2 separate regions of the Ovis aries genome follow, and region 2 is linked to region 1. The links are chromatin contacts, called in public Hi-C maps. All regions are on one chromosome and are shown on one strand. The core of a region is the stretch at or near the end of the contact, and the rest is flanking DNA. Distances in the headings are between cores, read along the strand shown.

The links. A called contact is a pair of places that touch in the nucleus more often than the background predicts.
Region 2: a contact with region 1 is called in a Hi-C map of liver, with 2.4 times the contacts expected there. The contact joins two enhancer-like sites. A contact is called at or near these places in 3 of 16 Hi-C or Micro-C datasets (liver, mixed tissues and tail adipose tissue).

The regions. Positions count from the first base shown.
Region 1 is chr26:22,804,908-22,807,913 of ARS-UI_Ramb_v3.0, forward strand. The region is part of intron 4 of DLC1 (DLC1 Rho GTPase activating protein); the gene reads left to right. Among named protein-coding and RNA genes, the nearest start is that of C26H8orf48, 210 kb to the left of the region's middle. Within about 2 kb of position 1,319, at least 4 of the 54 cell types and tissues checked have an H3K27ac peak or open chromatin away from gene starts, as enhancers often do. A contact at or near this core is called in liver, where this site is marked.
Region 2 is chr26:22,893,810-22,897,239 of ARS-UI_Ramb_v3.0, forward strand. All of the region lies in intron 5 of DLC1 (DLC1 Rho GTPase activating protein), which reads left to right. Among named protein-coding and RNA genes, the nearest start is that of C26H8orf48, 300 kb to the left of the region's middle. Within about 2 kb of position 1,277, at least 1 of the 54 cell types and tissues checked has an H3K27ac peak or open chromatin away from gene starts, as enhancers often do. A contact at or near this core is called in liver, where this site is marked.

The DNA.
Region 1 (3,006 bases), core at 69-2,568:
GCCTTGTGTTTGAGGGCTGATCACATCTATTGCAGGATGAAGGCACAGAATCATTTACCTTCCAGAAGATCCGGGAAATACCGTGGTGTCTTCAGGTGAACTGAGACCAGTAAGTCCTCCTACAAGGGAGGATGCTGCTGCTGCTGCTGCTAAATTGCTTCAGTCGTGTCTGACTCTGTGCGACCCCGTAGACGGCAGCCCATCAAGCTCCCCCGTCCCTGGGATTCTGCAGGCAAGAACACTGGAGTGGGCTGCCATTTCCTTCTCCAGTGCATGAAAGTGAAAAGTGAAAGTGAAGTTGCTCAGTCGTGTCCAACTCTCAGCGACCCCATGGACTGCAGCTCACCAGGCTCCTCCGTCCATGGGATTTTTCCAGGCAAGAGTACTGGAGTGGGGTGCCATTGCCTTCTCCGACAAGGGAGGATACACACCACAAAAGGATCAGCTCCTTCTACATCACCTTAGCACAAGCCACATGGTCACTTGACTGATTAGATTCCATAGCCCAGTGTGCGACTCATTGCAAAGACCAGGAGTAATCAGTTTAACTCAAAGTAATTTTTCCCTGTTTGTGTCAACAAATGTATTCCTACAGGGTACTCTCTTGACATACATGAAAGCTAGTAATAGGATAGAGATTGTGAAATGGAAATTAAAAATGGAGTTAGATGGCTAAGGATTATACTAATGGAATGTAGATTGGATTAAATGTAAATTACTTATCAGAACAGGAGGACATTTGTCCCAGATGAAGAAACTGTTGAAAGTCTCTGGGCACTGATTTATCATCCAATCTCAAACATACCAAACTTAATCCTTGGCAGAATATGAGGTTACTTAAATATGAAGGGAAAACTTTTCAGTTAGCTTTTAACAAACTCAAAAAGAGATTTGTAGGCAACAATTAGCTCTTATTGTTCTGATGGTTTACAGGTAATTGAATTAGAAATATGAGACAATTTTTCTTAAGATAAACATGCTTTTATTTAATTAGGGGGAAGATGTTTAGTTTTGATTGATCTTTGGAAGATTGGAAAGAAGTCTTTAGCATGTGATAAATTTAAAAATCACCTAACTCGATTCCAAGAAGGAAATCTCCTTGAGTTTAGAGATTGCTTTGTTCCAGTACTTAAGGTCACCAACACGAGGAGGACTAGGAGTGGCATTACCAGAGACCTGGACACTTGAAAACAATGCTTGTGAGGAGGGAAGCAAGCTGCCGGGAGCACATCTGAAAATAAAGCTGACAGGCTGACATTCTGTGCAAAGTTCAGAGTGTCACCTGAGAATCTCAGCCAGAAACCACTTTACTAGTACTCTCTGGCTCCCCGTGAGCTCTTGGCTTTTCTCTTAAGCTGGAGGCTAGCCCTGTATTATCCGAGATCTGAAAGGAGAGATCTCGGAGGGAAAACCAGAGGATATAAAAACAAATATGTGAGCAAAACGCACACTTGCACATGCACACACGCACACGCACACACACGTGCAAGTCCCTCCCTGCTAACACGCATGCAACATAATAAAGAAACGACTGTAGGCATTTCTTCCCAGTTTCTGAGAACTTAGAGAACAGAGAGTTAAGAGAGTATGTACCTTTGTACCTGGTTTCCTTTAGCCAAGTCAAGCAAATGCCACACAAGCATACAGCTTTGCTCTTGATTGTTCAAGTTGCTGTTTTGGTGCCAAATATAAAGAGATCCAAACAAAATCCAATTTTGCAATCACTAAACACCAGAAATATTTGAGCTTGCTTGGCAAGGTTAGAGTTTGTTGATCCTGCAATGCCATTGGAAAGTAAAGTTGTAAGATTCTTTTGCATGGTAGCAGGTCGGTTGGTTTGTTTTCATTTTTGCACAGGAAAATGACCGCTTACGTTCTACATCAGAGTAACGCAATTTACAGTCATTTTTTCTTTGTCTCCCGTACCTTTTGTGAAATAGAAAGAGCAATAACCTGGAATATAAGCTAGTTCAACTTCTGTTTCCGTCACCAGTTTCACAACCCAGAACTAATGTCTTATCTGAGCGTCAGTGCTGTTAATCCGTGAAATTAGGATAATGGTACGTAGTTCTCCTGGTCACCATGACGTATAACAGAAAGAGTAAATGTAAATGCTTGGCATTCATTTATTCAATAACATCTGTTAAATGTGCGTACTGTGAGGCTACAGTGGAGAACCAGATAGAAAGCCAGGACTCTGCCCTTAGGAAACACATATTCAAGCGGGAGACAGATAACAAACCACAAAGAAATCCAAAGTCAGATACTTACAGGTTAACTCCACAGGCTCTCATTCATAGATCTTAACAGGATTAGGAATTTGCAATGATTTATGAGAGTGTATGAGTCCTGTTTCTACCCCGAAAGTGTAGTCTCCTGGAGACCAACTATTGTATGCCATTACCATGCACAGAGTAGGCAAATATGCATCATTGTGGAGTAAATGAATGACTGCATTGTGATAAGGAAAGTAATAGGAAAAACAGAGATAAGAGGAAGTAAATCTTTTAGTAGGATAATCTAGAAAGGCCTCTCTAGGATGTTGTAATGCCTGAATGATGAGAAGAAGCCATTCGTGGGGATGAAAAGAGTCAGAAGAGGAGAATTCTAGATAGGAAATATGCGCAAAGGCCCTGCAACAGGAAAGTATGTGAAATGCTTAGGGAATGGGAAGGGACCAGCAGAGAGGTTACACAGGGACCCAGACTAGGGTAAATTTTGTGCATTATTCTAAACATAACGTAAGTTCCGTTCCCTCGTCCACACATTCCCTTGTTTATAGTTTTGTTTTAGTAACAAGATTAGCATACATATAACAATCAGGCAATAATACTAGAGGGCAAATTCCCTTGTTGGCTCAGATGGTAAAGAATCTGCCTGCTAATGCAGGAGACCTGGACTCGACCCCTGGGTTGGAAAGATCCCCTGGAGAAGGGCATGGCAACCCACTCCAGTATTCCTGCCTGGAGAATCCCATGGACAGAGGAGCCCGGTGGGCTACAGTCC
Region 2 (3,430 bases), core at 27-2,526, 89 kb after region 1:
CTATGAGTCTTAGAGTTTTACATTTAGGTTTCTGGTTCATGGTCCATTTAGACTTAATGCTTAAAGTGTGAGGTAAGTGTGGAGATTCATTTTTCCCATATGGTTACCCAGTTATCCCAGCAACATTTGAAAATAATTATCTTACCCCAATGGCTTACCTTGGCATCTTTATCAAAAATCAACTGAATGTGTAGTAAGTATGGACCTATTTTGGGAATTTTTATTTTGTTCCATTGGCCTATATGTCTATCCTTAAAATCAGTATCATCCTTCCTTGAATTGATTACTGAAGATTTATAGTCAATCTTGAAATCAGGTAGTGTAAATCATCTAAAAATTGCTCTTCTTTTTAAAAGTCTTTTTAGGTTCATATAGTCATTTGTATTTTCAAAAATACTTTTTAGAATCAACTTGTCAAGTTTTTTTTAAAAACCCTCATGGAATTTTCATTGTTTTCATGTTGAATCTATGTATTATTAAGGGGAGATTATTATGGGGAAAACCCTAACAATTTTGAGTTTTCAAATCCATGAACATGGTATATGTCGCTATTTATTTCAGTCATTAGTTTCTCTTAGCAGTTTCTTATAGCATTTAATGTATATGTTTTTGTCTACATATTTGTTAAATCTGTCTCTAAGTAGTTGTTAAATCTGTCTCTAAGTAGTTTATATTTTTTAATCATATCATAAGTGGCATTTATTTTAATTACAGTCGTTAATTGCTAGTATATGGAAATACAACTGATTATTTTATGTTGACCTTGAATCTTATGACCTTGTTAAACTTAATTTTTATTTCTAGTTAACCCAAATAGATGTTAATCAATTTTATTGATTATTTTCAAAGAAATAGATTTGATCTTCTCTATCATTTGTCCATTTTCAATTTCCATGATTTCTGTCTTATTTTATTATTTCCTTTCTTCTGCTGGCAGGTCAGTAGCAGCCATTTTTCTGACACTAATTTAGTCCCCCTACTGACACATAACTCTTTTGGGGATTTCATCCAGTGCCCCAGATTACCTGAGGACTCCTTATGCCAACTGGTGGGAACAGAAGCAATCCTAGGCTTCAGTGAAAGTGAAAGGGGCTTCCTTGTGGCTCAGCTGGTAAAGAATTTGCCTGCAGTGTGGGAGACGTGGGTTTGATCCCTGAGCTGGGAAAATTGCCTGCAGAAGGGAAACGCCACCCGCTCCAGTATTCTGGCCTGGAGAATTCCACGGGCTCTACAGGTGCACAGTGTCAGACACGACTGAGCGACTTTCACTTTCACTTCATTAGCTCCAGGAAGTTATCTGCCTCCTGACCTCCCATACCTCTTTCCCTGGCTTTGGAGAGCTCCTTCTTATACATGTGCCAATGAGCATTCAGTCAAGCGTTTGGGGAGACCCCTCTGCAGACCTCCTAAGCTCACTCTCTATGCCGTGCCTTCTGCCCTGCTTCAGTCCCACAAACTCTGATCTCTTTCCCCTCAAGACTGTCAGGTTGTGTGTGGCTTTCCTATTTCTGCTCCATGACCCAGAAATGTCTCCCAGGCAGTAAGGTGGGGCAATAGGATAGCTCATCTATTTGCTTTTTTGACCTTTTAGAGATTACAGTCCTGCATTATCTATTTTACATTTTCTGAAAAACACTGTATTCGTGTATGTGTTTATGTGTGTGTGTGAGAGAGAGAGAGTGAGAAGAGAAGACGAGGATCCCTTCGTGGACAAAAGCTAAGTCAACCTGTAAAAGAGTTTTTTCACAAAAACATCCCAGCCTTTTAGTATTGGCACTGTTGCAGGTCTTATCACAATATAAAACATTTATTAGAAGGGTGTAATCAATAGGTTACATTAACATAGACAAATATTTGGATTCCTATTTGGTCTGACTTTGAAATTATTCCTGAGTGTATATGCTTGAGTATACCGTTCAGCTATCATCCAGAATTAGTTATGATTTATATTAGTGTAGCATGTTATTTGAGGTTATTGTTAATTGTTATAATCCAAAGGATAATCCATACCTGGCATTCCTTACTGAGACTTGTGGCAGTGGACATACAGAAAGGTAAAATAAACAGTTTTAATATATTATTTGTTTTCCAGAAGGAAGCCTTATAATTCAAAATCGGTGAGAGGTTATTTCTTTTTGATGCAGATCTCAATAAGATTATCCATAAAATAGCTGGTATGAATTAAAATAAATACAATTTAAAAACAATCCATGGTAGTCATAATAAACTTTAAACCTGAGTAAGCAGAGAAATTACATGACTATAATTCTGTGTCATAATGCTGCTGCTGCTGCTAAGTCTCTTCAGTCATGTCCGACTCTGCGCGATCCCATAGACGGCAGCCCACCAGGCTCCCCCATGCCTGGGATTCTCCAGGCAAGAATACTGGAGTGGGTTGCCATTTCCTTCTCCAGTGCATGAAAGTGAAGTCGCTCAGTTGTGCCTGACTCTTAGCGACTCCATAGACTGCAGCCTACTAGGCTCCACCGTCCTTGGGATTTTCCAGGCAAGAGTACTGGAGTGTGTTGCCATTGCCTTCTCTGGTCATAATGTTAGACTCCTTTAATTAATAAAATACTGGAATTTTACATTGTGAAGAATAACGGATAGGAAACTAAAAGAATAAAAGGAAGAATTTAAAATTAAAAGAAAATTAAGACTAAGAAAAAGGAGATCACTTCCTTCTAAAGTTTTTACTGTACCTATAATTTATTTTACCATTAGATAGCCTATTATTTTATAAGAAAGAAAATTTATATTTATAGGAAAATATAAATTATATATGCATTATTTTTTTAGCATTAGTATTGGTGAGGTATCCATGTATGTTTTTCTATAGAAATTTAAAATATTTTAACTTTCTGAAATCATAACAAAATAAAATTTGAAATTATTATATTAAAAAATTATGGGAGCACCATTACTTTCTCTTTCCATTCTCTATCATTTTTATTATCTCTTTGCTAAAAATGTCAGTATAGAAAATGAGTCAACTACAGAAAATGAGAAAGAAATAATTGAGACAGGAGTAAAACAAGATAAATGAACAATTCCAAAGAAATATATTCAAAGCCACTTGAACATAGCTTGAGGAAAGGATTAAAAGTGATCCATTAATTTATTAATAGTTAAGATTCTGTTGAGGTATTTTTCAGAAAGGGAATGAGGCCATCTAGCCCAGTAGAATTATTTTACCTTTTTGCTTCACTTCAAAAGGAGAGGCCCCGTCCTGTATGATTCTGATATTCACCATGTCCATCTTCCCCTCTGGGCCAGAATTAGCGATCTAGTCAATCCCATCTTTAGCAGTTGTGAGAATGCTGTTTCAAAGTCACAAGGCTGTCCAGAAGCAGGGCTGAAATAAAGCCTGTTTCTGTCTTCGTCTGTTTTGGCTACTTTGACAGAATACCATAGACTGAGTGGCTTACAA